Regions from separate parts of the Pan troglodytes genome. Here region 2 is linked to region 1. The links are chromatin contacts, called in public HiChIP or PLAC-seq maps. All regions are on one chromosome and are shown on one strand. The core of a region is the stretch at or near the end of the contact, and the rest is flanking DNA. Distances in the headings are between cores, read along the strand shown.

Region 1 (4,632 bases), core at 2,051-4,550:
GTTATCTATTGTTATGCTAAAAAGCAACTTGCTTAAGAGAGAAGGGGTTTAGACTTGTAAGAGATTTTTCCAAAGGCAGATTCCATTAAAGAAGATTTATCAGAAAGAAGAAATGTTGCTTGCCCTAGGACTCAGGTAAGACTAAACTCCATTTTACTGTGAGTTCATGGATGCTGACTAGAAATAAGAAATTTAAGTTAGGTTCCAAAATCAGACTACTCATATTATTCAACAAGTCCAATAAGAACTGATGGTATTAAGTGAAAAGGACCTGATTAAATCATTACAGCTTCTCAAAAGTTAGAGATGGAATTCAGTGTTTGACCAGCTGAAACCTTAATGTTAGTAACACCATAGGGGACAAAAGAGCAAAAGACAAAATGTGTAATACATACTCATCAACAGAGCCGGCCAATGGCTTTTTTGATCGCTTAATGGCATAAATGCATCCATCCAGCCTCTTCACGCACTTAAATACAGAACCAAATTCTCCAGAGCCAATTTTCTCTAGCTCATGAAATTCTGTTGTATACCGGGACTTCATATTGCTTTCAGTAATTGTAATTCTCTGTAATAAAAAGTGTTTCCATATATGTAATACAAATATACGAAAACAATTATTTTTTGCTATGGTGATAGGGCTATGTGTGAAATTTAAAAACCATTCTACCTTATGTGTTAATGCTTATTTAACATATTCATAGCATGCCTTAAGTGGTAGAAAAGTAAATTTCAAAAAAATAAAAATAAAAAGCTATTTACCTTAGCAGGTCTCGTTTCATCTTCAAGCTCATAATCACTGGCTTCCATGTCTTCACCACAGGAACTAAAAAAAATGTATTTTTCTATCAATATATCGGACAGATACATCCATGCCATTAAATAGGAACTAAATTTTGATAAGTATACCAAACCAATCTTAGGTTATTTGGAGAACCAAATTGTTAAATAAACGACTTACTCATTCCAATACGTTCTCTTTCTACGACGACACTGTCCTGAGGAATGAAGCAACAAAGAATCCGGAGTAAAAGGATTAATATTCACTTGAGGAGTCTGTCGCACATCAAATTCCCTTTTTCCTGATTTTTCTGTATCCATGAAGAGAGAACTACCCCGGAGTTTAACAGAGCTGGAATCAATTCCTCGAGCTTTGGAGAGCAAACTCTAGGGAAAGAAAAATACAAATACAATTTTTAGGATCCAAGTCCTATAGTCAGCCTTCTCAACCTAACCTTCAACGAGCCTTTCATAGGGCTGAATGCGTAGGTGAAAGCAACACACAAGCCTTTGTTAGAGTTCAAGCAAAATAAATTGCGGCTAATTTAGGAAGACTGAAGCTGGGTATTAACTATCTTTTCTTGAAAAAAATAGCCAAGTAAAATCTGCCTCTAACCCTAAAAAGAATATAAATGCGGCCTAAAACTAAGTTCATTCTAGTGGCTAAAAGTTAACAAATTCTTTCAACCCATCCAAAAACAGAAAGCAGTCTGAGAGCCCCATAAAATCTCCCCTCCCGCATCTAGATAGGGCTTCGATAGCCACCTCCGCTGGACTCCTCCCCTCACTTCCAGAGGGATTTTGCCTTGAGCAAGTCGGCCAATAAACAGTAAAGCTCAAAAGCACACAGATTGCCTAGGCTGATGACAAACAGTACATTGAAAACAAAACAAACTCACTTGAAAAGGTGCGTCTTCCATGTTAACCTTACAAATGCGAGGCTTGTCTTAATCTCTGGAAGTATCAGCTTTAAAATCTGCAGTTTTAAAAGTGGTAATCTGCACAGTACTCGAAGGCCATTCAAAACACAGGTGCTGAACACCTCCTTCTTTAAGATACCTTATCTACGGTAGGATGTTCCTAATCACACGGAGGCCGGCCAAACTCTGGGCACCGCAAACCCACGATAAAAACAAATGCTAGGCCAAGACCTTGTCCAGAAAGAGGCCTCAGTGCTACCTGGACTTACGGATGAGTCTGCAGGACTGGAAATGCTTGGAAGGCCAGCCTGTACTCCCAAGTCCAAGCGTAGTCTCCCTGCATGCCCCAGACCTCTCCCCCATCCACGCCACACGACACGGCACGATCAGGGCAGGACAATTATTTTTCTTTAAACTCCTTCTGCCCGCGCCGCCCAAATTACAGGCCCGATCGCCGCGTTTAAAAGGCATCATACGGCTCGGGAGTGTCAGGCGGCCGGGCCAGCACCCTCCAGCGTCCTCGCAAACCGCGTTATCGGTGCGCACTCGGGGCCGACACGCTCGGGGCGGCCCGGACTCAACAGGCGGCAAATCCTTGGCCACCTGGACGGGCCGATCGGCCCCTTTGTAAGATGAAGTTCCCGACGAGGCCCATTGTTCGGTTACATAATCTCAACGGACAACCTCGGGGCAGGGCCAAAAACAAGGGCTGCCAACTCTGGGGGGCGGCGCAGGCAAGCGAGGGGGGAGCGGCCGGCCGGTGATGTAACCGAAGCCGGGCAGCGGCGCTGGGCTCCGGCGCCGCGGCCTTTTTAAAAGGCTGGGTCGGCGCGGGCCCGGGGCCCCGGCCGCTGGGTGCCCGCGCCCGCCGCTCTCACCTTGGGCGTGTGCGGGGTGTCGAAGAGTCGCAGCTTGCGGAAGGTCTTGTGCGGCGGGGTGCCCGGGTGGTCCGGCCGCGGCGAGCGGCGGCCTTCGCCCGCCCGGCGCGCCCCGCAACCCCGCGGCGACGCATCTCCGGGGCCGCCGCAGCGCACCGGCGAGAAAGAGCTACCCAGGAAGTAGGGGGCCGCCGGCGACTTGACCGGCGACGAGGAGCCGAAGCCCTCCTCCTCCCACGAGTCGCCCTCCGCCCCACCGCCCGCCTCGTCCGCGCCCGGGCAGGCGCCGGGCAGCAACAGGTCCTCCTCCAGCTCGCCGGGGCTCCCGGGGGTCGGCCCGGGCGAGCGGCGGCGCTCGGGCCCGGGCTCCGTGGGGCTCCGCGCGGGCGGCAGCGGCGAGTCGGGCTCTTGAAAGGCCGAGTCCTCCCCGGTGCTGTGGCCGCTGCCCTCCTCCTCCTCTTCTTCTTCTTCCTCCTCACAGTCGCTGCAAGGCGAGAAGATCAGCTTCTGCCGCAAGGTGCAGGCCGCCCCGGCGCGGCGGGGTGGCGGCGGCTGCTGTCGACTCAGGAAGCTCATCGCGGCCCTGGGGACGGGGCCGAGGACAGGAGAGCGGAGGCCTGCGGGGTCCAGGACACGGCGGGCCCGGGGGCGGGTCCGCCACGTGCGGCTGGGCGCGCCTAGTCGCAGTCACGGCGTCTCTGCGCGGCGGCGGCGGCCTGCGGTCCGGGGCGCTCGGGCCGCGGACGGTGGCGGCAGCGGCGGCGCGGACTTTCCGGCGGAGGCGGGGCGGCCCGAGCACCGAGGCTGAGGTCTCCTCAGGTCCAGTCTCAGGTTCGGGTTCCGCGGCTTCCCGCGACCGTTAACCACGTGAGTGCCCAGTCCACCAATCCCAGCGCAGCTCCGGGTTTGAAAAAAAAAGGAGGGCGCGACGTAGCCCGCGGGGGAAGGACCAGCTACGCGATTTTGGCGGGAACCCGCTGGCTCCACCCCCGGCTCGGCGCCAGCCAAGTCTGGGCGGGCTGTGGTGTTCCGGGCCTATGAGCGAGCCTGGGGCGGCGGGGGGCCCGGCCCGGCACCGCCCGAACACCGCCCGGACGGGGCTGGGCCTTCTGGGAGGGGCAAAAGAGAGCTGGATTCGCCTAAGCCGACCCGAAAGCCGGCCTGGACGCAGCCCCCTCGCTGCTCCTCCGGTGCTGGGGGATCTGAAGAGGGGCAGGCGGCCGGGCAGCGCCTCCGGGTCTCTGCGAGCTGGGAAGAGCCAGGGACCGAATGGCCTTCGGCCGCTGCCCTCGGAGGCCACTTCTTGCCCCTCGTCCCCTGGGGCGAGCCACTGGGGCGGAGTGGGCGTGGCAGTGGGCAGCCACATTCCGGGTCGAGGTCTGAGCCGGAAATGGTGACTCGGGCCTCCGGACCTTTCTGAACTGCGGGAGCCGATGTGCTTAGGCTGGACACTGGCTGGGAGGAGGCCTCCGAGCCCCATTATTTCCCCGGGGTGGGTGACTGTTAGGGGCGGGTGTCAGCACAGCGAGAAGAGCTCTCCCAAGCAGGGGTCCACCTCTGCCGACCTTGTCCGCGGCCAAAAGAAACAGCAGCACAGTTGCCCACCACGAAACCAAGTGCCCAGCACACGATCTCCGTGTTTACATTTGTTCGCCAGCACGTAGGCATGCGTTGGCAAAACCGATTGGCCCGGCTCGCGGCAAACTCAAACGCAATTTTAAAAAATTTCCCTAGTGCTTCGTTAAACTGATTTAATCTGTCCCTTAATGCACTTACACGTTCCTTCCAATTTTCTTTTTTCTTTCTTTCTTTCTTTCTTTTTTTTTTTTTTCTGAGACGGGGTCTTGCTCTGTCACCCAGGCTGGAGTGCAGTGGCACGATCTCGGCTCACTACAACCTGCAACCTCCGCCTTTAGAGTTCAAGCGATTCTCATGCCTCAGCCACCCGAGTAGCTGGGATTACAGGCGGCCGCCACCACACATGGCTAATTTTTGTATTTTTAGTAGAGACGAACTTCCCAATGTTGGCCAGGCTGGTCTCCAACTCCTGATCT
Region 2 (4,591 bases), core at 673-3,172, 730 kb before region 1:
AGGGTTCAGATAGTACGCCGGAGCGAAGGGGCGCCACTACAACCTCTTGAGGTCCTTATCCAGGACCCATGCGGCCCGGAGTGCAAAGCCTCCTGGCGAAGAACAGCAAGAGCCCGCGGGAGGGACAGCGCGGATGGCCCGAGCCCTGGACCTGGGGATCTGTGGCCTCAAGTGGACCGCGCCCCCTGCCGGCTTGGCGCCTGACCGGGCCGCGACCCCAGACTCCCGCGGAGGGGCCGGGGCAGGGACGGAGCAAAGCCGAGAGGAGCAGGACTCACTAGTCCCCCAGAGGACCAAGACCCCGGCGTTTCGGGGTGAGCTAGTAAGATTTCACAGTAGGGACAAGGCTCAGAAAAGCTAAATTGAGAATTGGGATTTGGAGGGGGGAATTATCTGAAATTTCAGAATTTTCATTTCTATTTGGAAACATAGGAATAACCAAAATTAGGAGGAAATATACTGTTTCATTTTGCCTCCTTGTAATCCTATTATGCCTTATAAGGTCATAACCTGAGATTGTGCCTGGCTGCCTTCATTAATCCATCGTAAACGTGAGGACTGACTGCCAGGGAGCACACTAACGCTTCACGTATGCTAATCATTTTACAATTTACCAAGCACGGCCACATCCCAGTCTACTTTGAGCTTCACACCCACCCTTGAGTCAGGCAAGGAAGGTAACATTCCTTTTCCCATTTCAGCAGGTAGAAAATTCAAGCTCAGAGAGGGGAGGTATCTGCAGAGAGGGGAAGTCACCCTGCAGGTAGGAAGCAGCAGAGTCCCTACTCGGCCCGACACGCTAGCACGGCCGACTGGGGCGCGGCGTGGATTCCTCTAGGCTGGGGTCACCAACTTCTCAAGGGGCAAAGGAGAGTCCTAGCCCCCGCCCTAAGAATTTGTGCCTGTTCATGATGAATCACGCTAAACACGTTTGCCACCCGTTTGTGCTCTTTCATCACAGCTTCTTCTCTTTCTTACTTCTCTCCTGGGGGCCAAACTGGGAAGGAAAGGCTAAGCCACGGGGCTTCCTGCTTCTTGCTTGTGGGTTTCTGGGGTCCTACTAACTACTCCTCTAATCGAATGTCCTGAAGCCCAGCGACTCGACGGAGAGGCCAAAGGTGCGAGACCACTAGCCAAACAGGTTTCTAGTCCTCACCTCCCGGCAATTCGCTGTGTGAAGGTGGGCGAGTCATGTCCCATCTCTCGAGTCCCCATCTTAGAGCCGGTCCCCAGCAGACGTTTAAGCTTCCTTCCTACTCTGCCATATGGCTCTGAGCTCCGGTGCAAAGGCGGCTGGGCAGTGGGTCGCGCGGACCTTGCCCAGAGTGGTCTGTCTGGGCCGCGCACTGCTGGCTTAGCTGCCTTTTCACTCTCGGGACTCAACAGTGGACATTGCACCTGGGGAAGAAATGGCCGCGCGGAAGTTATTTAAGGACTCTTCCTGGAAGGAGTCACCTGAGCGGACCTGAATTCCATCTGAGGACGGAGGACAGATTCCGGGCCCTGACCCTGGCCCTGGTAAGGGGTTGGGACGCGGAGGGTTAGAGGAGTGCAGCGCGGCGCACTGGTCTGGATCCGGCCGCCCGGCTGGGCGCAGGGCAGTCACCGCAGTGGCCTGGCCGGGCGACTAGTCCGTCTGCACCGCAGACAGCAGCTATTACTGAACGCCTGCTCGGTGACCAGGAGCCTCCCCAGCCTAACTATTGTTCTTCTCCCTTGTCTCCCATTTCCTTTTCCTTTCACTTTATCCTCTGCGAGTCAAGCTCTTCGCGCAGATCCAGGACTGGCTATCAGTCGCTCTGAGGATGCGACCTACTTGTCGCCAGCTTCCACTTGGTTCCGCGCCAGGACAGGTTTTACTTTCATTTCTCCCGCGCGCGCCTCCGACTGCTGGGGAGGTCAAGGACAGCTAGGCGTCGGCCCACGGCCAGGGAAGGTCCCGTGGTCTGGACTCGTTCCTTCCAGTCTCCACCAGTCCTGGGGGGTGGGGCGCGGCGGGGGTGTTCGTTCTCCAGAGAACTCTGCGACTGTAACTCGCTGCCACCTCGCTGCCCTTTACAAAAGCTCGTGATTCCGTGGGGAAACTTGAGCTGTGGCTCTGCCAGGAGGATCGCGAAGCCAGTGCCCTTGGTTCAAACTCCTCTTTGAGCTGCAGGCGGCTTCAAAAAGGAAAGCAAGCCCAGGAGTGTAGGGAGACTCAGAGGCTAGGCTCTGCCAGCCTCGGGTGCCTATGCCAGCAACCTCTTGGCTGTGACAAGAATTCCCACCTGAGAGTCTTGGCATGCACCTTATCAGCCTGGTGCACTTTGCCGCTCTGGCACTTAGAGATCTGTCACTTGAGAACCAAGTCAATTCTTTAAGTAAAATCTTGGATTGGCAGCTCAAAGTATTTTCCTAGAAAGCCCCTATCTTGGAGTGTGTGAGAGTGTGCGCGAGCGCGCACTCCGCTTGCATGGGTGAGTAGCAGGGGCTAGAGTGCTCCCCAAAGCGTCGTGGGTTTAAGTCGAAAAAAGATAAGGAATTTGTTAAATCTGGGCATCTATGTTTTTTCTCGTGAAATCTCGAGTTTGTTTAATTAATCATCGTTAACGACAAAAAAAAACACTAGAATGCATTTCTGGTTCAATGGTTCTATGGAGAAGGAAATGCTGCAGTGGGAGTTCTGATCCTGGTGATTTATTAACATAAGTTGCATCCATTCAAGTGGCAGTGATTGTAGATTCACGTTGAGCAAGGACAGTACAAGGAAGGAAGGAAGTGAAGGAAGAAACATCTTTAAAGTTTCTGGCAAGAAAAGAGAAAAGAAAAAGAAAAAAAAATCCTTGTTAATGAAGATCTACTTTTTTTGTGTGCTCCAGAATTTCAAAAGGTCAGATTACAAATAAACATCCAAACCACTGTAATAAATGTGTACATCCTGACATTAGGGAGACACACATACACATATGCTAAAGGGTTTTTGCGTAATGGTGTTTCAACTTCTTCACATTCCAATTGAATGATTTTTAGGCCCTATATCCAAGCCTGATTCTTAGTAAAGTTTGGAGTTTAAAAAAATATGTGGTAGTGGTTTCTCAGCTAGCACTGTGGACACAGTTCTTAAAGCCAGAGTGGCCATACTCAGGTCTTTCAGAGAAGCATTGAAAAATAATAAATATCAATGATATTAATAAGAATAACTAAAATGTGAGTAGCTAAGTGCATTGCATAATTATCTCAGATGCCTCCTTTATCAAACAGGAAATTTTATGATGCATTTATTATTAATATAGTTCAAAATGTCTTTTAAGCTGAGGACTTGTTTACAAAGTTCACTTGAAAACAAAGTTCAAGATGCATCCTGAAGTCATAACATAAAGTGATTTAGAGAAAGAACACAATCAGCCTTGTGGATTTGATCACTTACAAGGAGAAGTAAAGCAGGATACAAAGCCCAGGGCACTTTTTTGGGATCTCTGACTTCTCTAAGGACCTAATAAAAATATAGATCCTTTCCAGAAAAATGAACATGTACATAAACCAATTAAAGTATAAAATAGGCATACAGTTCCGGGAGGTTGACCAAGTTTAAAACCCTGACACAGAATAAAAAACACTGTTTCCATATTTTAAATTTCTGTCTGGTTTATAGTGGTAAGGGCAAGGAGGACAGTTAACCTCCCTCTTTAGGGCATAATATTTTCCAGAGCATCAGCATAAAGAAAAGTAATGCGTTTGCTGCCTCATTTTTGTGCTCCTGTACAAAACAGGCAGAGAGTAACAGTCAGTTCTTGTACATGGTAAAGCCAGAAGGCAAACCTCCCTGAAGCTTAAATAAGGTAAATTACTGCAGAACAAATGAAAGAGAAGAGATGGTCCAGTACAGTGGCTCGTGCCTGTAATCCTAGCACTTTGGGAGGCTGAGGCGAGTGGATCTCTTGAGCTCAGGAGTTCAAGACCAGCCTGGCAACATGGCAAAAATCCATCCCTACAAAGAAAAAAAAAAAAAGAGAGAGAGAAGAGAAAGTAGTAAACCTAAAGAAGCTTGTTACAATAATACCTGTAACAGGACAAAATGAAATTACTTCAAGAGAAATTTGCTACAGAGGGCACAATAAATGGCATTAATGAATGGATGATAAAAGAGATGATTAGGCCATTTGAATCATCCATAGCCAAAGAGAATGGTGTTAATGAAAGCAACCATCATGCTACTTGTCTCCAGGTAGGGATCCTGTGATATCAGATTAGAAGCACCTGGAAAGAAGCAATTATTTTATATATGTATATATATTTATATATATATTTTTCTTTTTATAGAGATGTGGTTTTATCATGTTGCCCACGCTGGTCTTGAACTCCTGATATCAAGAGATCCACTCGCCTTGGCTTCCCAAAGTGCTAGGATTACAGGTATGAGCCACTGTGCTCAGCCAAGAAGCAATTCTGATGTATAAGCCTGAATGAATTGATAGTTTTTTCATTCTTTCAACAAATATTTACTGATTATATATTATATACCCAGCACTGTGCTAAGTTCTCAACATACAGTAATCACCAATGCAGTCATCAACAAACTTACCCTCAATGAGCTTACAGCCTAGTGACGTAG

What was found. HiChIP or PLAC-seq counts read pairs in DNA pulled down with a chosen protein or histone mark.
Region 2: a contact with region 1 is called in an H3K4me3 HiChIP or PLAC-seq map of stem cell-derived excitatory neurons, with 10 times the contacts expected there. The contact joins the promoter of ADM here to the promoter of WEE1 in region 1. A contact is called at or near these places in 1 of 7 Hi-C or Micro-C datasets (stem cell-derived neural progenitor cells) and 1 of 1 datasets of contacts at active chromatin or transcription factors (stem cell-derived excitatory neurons).

The regions. Positions count from the first base shown.
Region 1 is chr9:13,724,515-13,729,146 of NHGRI_mPanTro3-v2.0_pri, reverse strand. It overlaps WEE1 (WEE1 G2 checkpoint kinase), which reads right to left and starts at 3,300. Exons shown (of 12, transcript XM_016920362.4): 1 at 2,579-3,300; 2 at 962-1,167; 3 at 763-826; 4 at 396-568. The coding sequence starts at 3,154.
Region 2 is chr9:14,451,999-14,456,589 of NHGRI_mPanTro3-v2.0_pri, reverse strand. It overlaps ADM (adrenomedullin), which reads right to left and starts at 1,922. Exons shown (of 4, transcript XM_001169702.6): 1 at 1-1,922.